Regions from separate parts of the Anas platyrhynchos genome. Here region 1 is linked to region 2. Evidence: chromatin contacts called from public Hi-C data. All regions are on one chromosome and are shown on one strand. Each heading gives the region's core, a stretch centred on a gene start, on an enhancer-like site or on the middle of the called end of the contact. The rest is flanking DNA. Distances are from core to core; before and after follow the strand shown. Region 1 overlaps SYN3 (synapsin III). Region 2 has its middle 32 kb from the start of SYN3.

Evidence for each region. A called contact is a pair of places that touch in the nucleus more often than the background predicts.
Region 1: a contact with region 2 is called in a Hi-C map of subcutaneous adipose tissue, with 3 times the contacts expected there. The contact joins two enhancer-like sites. A contact is called at or near these places in 4 of 8 Hi-C or Micro-C datasets (F5 follicle, liver, small yellow follicle and 1 more).

The regions. Positions count from the first base shown.
Region 1 is chr1:56,473,374-56,477,164 of IASCAAS_PekinDuck_T2T, forward strand. SYN3 (synapsin III) reads left to right here. Exons shown (of 14, transcript XM_013092067.5): 11 at 2,190-2,324. Among named protein-coding and RNA genes, the nearest start is that of FBXO7, 23 kb to the right of the region's middle. Within about 2 kb of position 1,383, at least 5 of the 8 cell types and tissues checked have an H3K27ac peak or open chromatin away from gene starts, as enhancers often do. A contact at or near this core is called in subcutaneous adipose tissue, where this site is marked.
Region 2 is chr1:56,260,379-56,264,258 of IASCAAS_PekinDuck_T2T, forward strand. No RefSeq gene overlaps it. Among named protein-coding and RNA genes, the nearest start is that of SYN3, 32 kb to the right of the region's middle. Within about 2 kb of position 1,738, at least 1 of the 8 cell types and tissues checked has an H3K27ac peak or open chromatin away from gene starts, as enhancers often do. A contact at or near this core is called in subcutaneous adipose tissue, where this site is marked.

The DNA.
Region 1 (3,791 bases), core at 133-2,632, 210 kb after region 2:
GCTCCCCCCATACACCTTATCAGGCGACAGCAGCTGCCTCAGGAGCAGCTACTGACCTTGGGCCACTACAAAGGCCGGGTCCACATGTGCCGACGTCCTCTTGTCTCACATGGCTGGTCTGTGATCTCCTCGGGAAGGGATGAGTGCAGTCTGTCGGTGATTCCTGTATTCCTTCCAGCGCTAGCATTCGTGGCTGCCCAGCTGCAGAGCAATTCGCCTTTGCAAGGTGTCATCTTGTGCTCCTTCCTGCTTCAGTGGCAACCGGCTGTGTCACTTTCCTCACTGAAATCTCCACCATTTTCAAAGGCTTTCCCTTACGCGTGTGATTGCCTGGTCCCATACTGGTGGTCTCCCGAAGCTCACACCCCTGCCAGGCCCTACACAGAACTGATCCCTGGTGTGTCTTCACTGCCTCAGGCAAGACCTGCTCCAGGGTTCGTTCCCCCTGGAGCCTCTGTTTTATTCAACAGCATCATCTTCATAGAATCGTTAGGGTTGGAAAAGGCCTTCAAGATCATCTGGTCCAGCCATCCCCCTACCACCAATGTCACCCACTAACCCATGTCCCCAAGCACCACGTCCAACCTTGCCTTAAACACCCCCAGGGACGGTGACCCCACCACCTCCCTGGGCAACCCCTTCCCCTTCTGCTCCAGCCACTGCTGCCACAGAAACAGGGAAAAGCAGTTCTTAAGGTGGGGAAGCGAGGGTTTTTATCTGATTTGCGTGTTTTGAACTGAGCTGTATCCCAGGGAGGGTCAGGGAGCCGCCGAGCGAGGCTGGGCCTGTCAGCAGGGTAACGGCATCATCTAGTGGCCGGACACGTCCCTCGCACGGTGCATTGCAGGGAGCCGAGACCTCTTTTCCTCACACACGAACTGGAATTGCCAGATGAAGTGGGAATGGTTTTAAGGGGGGGTTAATGGAGGGCGACTTGTGAAGGAAGCTGCCAGAGGGCCCCCGGGAGCCCCTGTGTATGAGACACGGAGGGGAATTGGCCGTTCCCTGCCACCCTCTCCACAAGAACAGACTAGAATACAAACACTTATTGACTTCACCTCACTGATTTCCTCTACCTCTAAATAAAATACATGAAACTTTCCATTTCACTCAAATAGTGGACTCAATGCCCCTGATCGCCTGGCCAGGGTGGAGTGCAATTCCAATTGTTATCTGAGCGTGAGTCAGTGCCTTTCTTGAGCAATACAATCTTTAACTCAGCATTTCCAGGGTTTTCAATGTTTGGATTAAAAATCAAAGCAAAATAAAATAAACTTTTCCAACTCTTCTTGTTATTTTAGTACAGTTGTATTTACTCCAGCTGAATCTTAACTCCATCATAGCACAGTTCTTCCTGTGGGATTCTGCTGTTTGTGAAGCACTTGATTTATGATGAACTGCTGAAAATGACGTTTAGAGCTGCTACACAGCTGAGGATCTGCTACGCTATCCTTATTATTGTTGTTGCCAGAACATTTCTTACCTCAAAGACCCTTTGACAGCTCTCCTTCCCCCATCTCCACAGTCTTGCTTCCCAACTTTCTCCAGCAGTTGTGGTACATGCTGGACAGCAGTCATATTACAGTTAATATCAAGAAGACAAGCAGGGAATAAGTTTACTTTTCTGCACTGGGTGCTGTTGTTTTGGTGACATCCTATTCATTATGCATTTCTGGTGTTTATTTCCCTTCTCAGGGTGCAGTGCTCTGTGTTGATTAATCCCAAATGTTTCCTGGTTTCCTCCAGTCCCTGTTGCTTTCATCTCCTCAGACTTCAGTACATTTTGTTTCCATCCTCCTGTGTCTGCCTGTGTCCCTTTCTGCTGCAGTGTCATCCCAAAATGTTGTAGCACAATGCCAGAGAGACCTCATCCACAAGAGGCATCCCCTCAGGAGCAAGTTTGTGTTTGCTTGATGTAGAAAACCTTCAGCCACCAGAAGCCTTGGGTTGGCTTCCAAGTTGTAAATGGAAGATGGGGAGCAGAGGAAGCACATGCCATTTCCAAAAAATAAAAAATAAAAATAAGAGAAATCACACCCTAGCATGTTTCAGCATGGAAGAGACTTAGGACTAGACGTGTTGATAAGGACATGGGGACATAAAGCAGGTTAGCATGAAAGGTGAGTTGAAACAAGCATCTGTCACCAGGAAACCTCTTTTTTAACTGCTGTTTTTCTTTCTTGTGGCAGGTGATGGACAGCTCGATGCCCCTGATTGGTGAGCATGTGGAAGAGGACAGACAGCTTATAGCCGATCTGGTTGTTTCCAAAATGACTCAGCTTGTCACCACTGCTGGATCTACCCCATCACCGCTGAGGCCTTGGGTAAGACAGAATATCAACCTTTTGGCCAAGCTGCTTTCCTGAACTCTGTTTCGCTCTCTTCTCCCTGTAAATATCAGCCAGTCAGACATCCCATGGAGATGAACAGTCCCATACCAGAGTGACTGACTCCTGCTCTTACGGAGAAGTCTCTTGCAGATCTTTGCATTGGGTGCCCTGAGAAATAGCTCAATCTCCTGCCCTCTCCTTTCATGTAACTGTGGCATCACATGGTGGGGGAGGAGAGGGGGAGGGCACGCATCTAGGCATTTTGCCTTGCTAAATCAAATCCTATTCTAGATTCATATTGCAGACAGCATTTCTAGAGGTGCTTGTAACTCCCAGCTTCACTTCCATCTAAAACCAGTCCTCAGGATAGGTTTCATTCCAGTTTTTACATCTCTGGTGAAAATCTGTGCTTCCCAAATAGGAGAGTGGGAATTTCCACCCTGACTTGTTTCATTTCTCAATGCAGCCTCGCTTCTTTGGAGATGCCCTTTACCCACTTTATCAGTAGGAGGCCTGACTACTGCTGAATTCCTATAATAACCTGTCATTTTTGCATTTAAGCTGACCCCTTCGCACTCCTCATGGCACATTCATTCCCTGAGTATATGCACTGTTACCTCTTTCAGTGTCTAGAAGGGAGCCAAGCAGGAAGGGTTGAGAACAACAGAAATCTGTACAAAAGAAAGGGCAGAAGAGTAATCAGGCTGAGTGATAATACTGACTGCAACACACTGGAAAAGTTTCCATTTCCACTCAAGAGATAAAGTGAGAGGAAGGACTGTGGCTCTCTGTCTCTGCTGTATGACAGCCTACTCCCTGCTAGACCTGGACCCCAGCATGCAGTGCATTCAGAGTAAATCCAAAGCAAACTTTAGGTAGAGTGAGGGGAACCTTTAATAGACACTAAAAATGCTTTGGGACAGTGAAAGTCATAGAGAATGGATAGGATTTACTCTGGCCAAAGTGAAACCAACAACTGACCCTGAAATAACCAAGATAAAGAGTGTATAAACTAAGAGCAAAGGGGAAGCCTGCAGAAGAACATGGACAGATGCATATATTGTCTATATCTGTACAGGACTGGATTGAATTGCAACAGAACTAAAACAGGGTCAAAGGAAAACAAAACAAATGGTCTTGGAAGCATAAGATGTCAAATAGAAGACTTACGTTAAAAAAAAGGTTTCTCAACAAGAAATGATATAGCACAAACAGTTAGGAAATGTACTTTTAGTAAGAAAACTATTCAAAAGCTCCCTACTATTAGAAGTCAAGCTTTATGGATGCTATTTAAGAGAACGTTGTTCTCCTGAATGCGTATATACATTTCTGATCTGCTCCTAAATGAGGAATGCAAGAAATAAACTTCTAGGGTTAAATCACAAAGTGAAAGAAGACATTCAAGACAAACAGAAAAAAAATCTTCCAGATTTGGAAATCTGACATTTTAAAAGATATTTA
Region 2 (3,880 bases), core at 488-2,987:
TGCTGTGCCCACTTAGATCAATACGTGTAGCACGAACTGCTTCTCATAGTCTCAGAAATAGAAGCTAAATGAAGAGTGGATTTTCTAGGCACCACTAGATGGTGCCTGTTGATCACTGTTGATGAGGAAAATAACTGCTCATCCAGAAAACTAGCTGGAAGGGCAAGGGGGGGATAATCATGGGAGTGGAGAGACTCAGCACCCCACTGGGGGATATGTGGGCAGGTAAGGCAGCTGTGCACAAAGGCGGGTAGAGCTGTCACTCCCAAAATCCTTGACAGAAAGTCTCTGCAACTACACCAAGACCAAGTCTGTGAGTGAAAGTTGGTTTGTTCCTTTCCTTTCCTTTCCTTTCCTTTCCTTTCCTTTCCTTTCCTTTCCTTTCCTTTCCTTTCCTTTCCTTTCCTTTCCTTTCCTTTCCTTTCCTTTCCTTTCCTTTCCTTTCCTTTCCTTTCCTTTCCTTTCCTTTCCTTTCGCCCAAACTTGTGACTTAGATGCTTGTTATGAGTCTGACCTTCTGACTGCATTCAAATATGCGGTGTGGATACTACCGTAGGCAACAATATCAAATGATGTGGACCCAAGAGATCGACTGTCACACGGATTTACCAGAAAGGCCATGATGATTCCACTTTTCCACTGCTCCAGTCCCCTGGTCCTCCATCACTGTGCTGACAGCTCACATCATCTTCAGTGGCAGAGGAACTAGGATGTGGATGAGGGCACAGGGGGCAAAGAGCTCTCTGCTTTGTTGTTCTCATCAGGTCTGCATCTGCCTTAGGGCTGTATTGTCAGAAGTCCTTCTATAAAAGAGGATTCTTCTGAAATGCTCAGGGCCAGATTCTGGCTTGTCCAAGCCTGGAGCTACCTACATCCCTGAGCTTATTCAGGGGCTGTGAATGAAGTCAGACTGGTGTCTGTTACTTGTCTGAATGACAAGTACACTTATAAAACAACTGCATTATCACTGCAGCAGGCTTCAGCTCAGTTCTCGATCTTAATGTTTTTTATTCATTTTTTCCTTCTAATACAGAGTGTACTCATCTGTTATTGTAATCATACTGCTAAAGTAAGTGTCCTTACTCCTAGGAGATGAAAAACTTTGTTTCCAGATTGCTTCTCTGCTGCTGTGTTTCAGTGCTGTGGTTTACGCCAAGGCTGGTGGAGAGGAGAAGCCAGGTCTAGAAGACCCCCAGGAAAGAGGGAGGAAGGCATGTGTTTTCCTGTGGTACAAACACAAAAACATGAACTTTCCATGTTTAGTTTGGGTTTCTCTTGGTAGTAAAAACTTCCATAGGACATCTTCCATAAACTGCACATGGATCTTTGAAATCCTATCTGGAATGCTGTGATTTCAATAAAAAGCACAAAGAAAAATCAAGATGCTCTGTAGCACGTTGGGAATGTGATGTGAGATCAAAAAGTCAGTGAAGCCCTTGGCAGTGAAAGATAACCTTGCAATTAACAAATCAGCAAGGTAATGACTTGTCATGTAGTACTGGTGTCACTCATTAAGTCCCCATGCACTCTTTCAGTCCAAGCCCACATTTCAAAAAGGACATTGGTGGGAGAGGTCTCAGCTACTTTAGAAACTGTTCTGATTTTATTAACTCAGGAAAATATATGTAGCAAAAAAAAAGTAATTTATTCGTATGAAAGCTGTGACTAGTGTACTGTAGGTGTCTGCAGAGTGCTGAGTCTTCTGCTAGATGGCTCTCTAACATAGAAGTATGATACACAGTGGCTGGCAGCTGATGTAATGTAAAGTCTGAGTAAAAATTGAGTTCAAGCTCCCAACAGTGAGGATAATTGGTTAATGGGATGACTAATTGCAGGGAGGACACAGGGACACTGTGACTTAAATCTTGATTAAAAATCTGGCACTCACTCTGACAATGTATTATGTCTCAAAGACAAGTTCTGGGCCTACTGCAGAAATTTCAACAAATTTTAGATCTTCTGTGGTAGATGGCCTTCAGTCTCTGAAATAAAGCACTTATGGATGAATAATTAGGTGGACCAAAAGGGAACCATTTCAGCCTACGACACTTTGAAGGAAAATCTTGGCTCTGAGTGTTCCTGAAGAACTGACTTCTCAGAGGTAATGATAGCACTGCAGAGCAAGTCTGTCTGCAGAACAGGTGCCTATCTGGGTTACTCAATTGGAAGTACTGCGTCTCTCTAGCCCATTCTTTATCACTCTCAGTGCCTAAAAGACAACTTTTGCAGGAAAACTCAGGGACCCATGAATATATTCACTTATATTCACTTATGTTCATTCTAAAGAACACCAGGTTTGGAGAAGAATGGAAGGGGTGACTAAAGTGTGCTGTTGACTGTCAGTTAACTTGTGCTTGTGCAGTGTTTCCATTGAATTGGGCCCTATATTTCTTGCAGAAGAGCTCTGCTCTGTGGTCACACGCAAGGGACATGATGCTGAAGTGTTCACCCAGGGTTCTCTAAAAGCCATACTCACAGCTGCTGAGATTTCATTTGCAGGTGTACTGCCTTGGTTGTCCTGTGAGTGATTTTCAGAGACCTGAGCAGCTCCAGTTGCTGATGGCTATAGCAGCACAGCAGTTAATAAGAAATATTGCTGGCTGAAGTTGCTTTGAAGACTACTCTGGAGTCTTGGGAGAAAATGAGATGTCATGGCCCTGCTGGTTAAGTAGAAGCAAATACAAAAGGCCTGGTGTGATGCAGTAGCCATTATGTTAAATGGATTCTCTAAATACTTCCGAGTCTTGAAGGAGAACAGAGAGAATGACCAGACACCCAAGACAATCTTGCCTGCTTTTTCTGTACCTCAATAAGGTTTCTAAGCCCCAGTAGCTTCTAGATGATGCAAGCCTTATCTAATCATGCCAAGGAACACTCACTGAGTTTTCATATTTAAATATCTCCCAACATACGTACTTTCTTCATTGAGTTTATGAATGAGCTCATCTTATGAACCATTTGTAGGCTTCATCCATCTGCAAAAAACATCCTTTTGCAGAGACTCCGCTGGCTCCATGGTATGAATAATGCAGAAGAATTGCTGTGTTGAAGCTGGCTTCATTGTCAGTTTAATCTGAACATGAATAATTGAACACATTTTCTTTTTAGGGACAAGAACAGCTGCCATTTGAGCTGTTTAACCCCATTCGCCTTCTCACATTTCTCCTTAAACTCACTAAAGCCCCTGTGCTTAGCCACGCCATATAGGAATGCATCAAATCCATTTGGGGTTTTTCACTTGCTTGAGATAGGCCTTGATAATGAGCATAGCATGTTATTTGTGACACTAAGTGAGGGCTAGTTGCAGTTATTATGTGTATACCACTTATCTCCGGCCTTAACTCTTTGGTTGCTGGCTTGCTACTGGACTATACTGAGACTTCAGTAGCAGAGTGCTGGGAAGTCAGTAAATGCCTCTGCAAAATTAGACCTTCAGTAGGGAGGAATATCATTAAGAGGTGTCAAGAGATTAAATATTTAAGCAGTTGGTGTGGAAACTATGGAATTAATAGCCTGTCAGTTCAGCCTTCAGAGCTCTAACTGACTTCCCCATAGAGCCTGGTCACTTTTAGTCCCATTAGATGGGGAAGCAAACCTGTGATTTCAATTTCCCATAAATCTCTTTCAAAATGGAACATGCCATTTTGAAATCATGGGCCTGCAAAACAGCAATTGTCTGTTAACAGAGGAATTTGGTGTTTGGATATTCTTGCACTTTTTTATTTTTATTTATATATTTATTTTTTAATGCAGGAAGAGCATGTATAGTTGATATTACAATTAGACGTGAGGTCAGTAATGGGGAAACTTGTGGAGAGGAGTCTTTTTTTTAAGCCTCATATGGGAATGTTTGGTAGTCATGAAAAGAGTTTGTAAAACA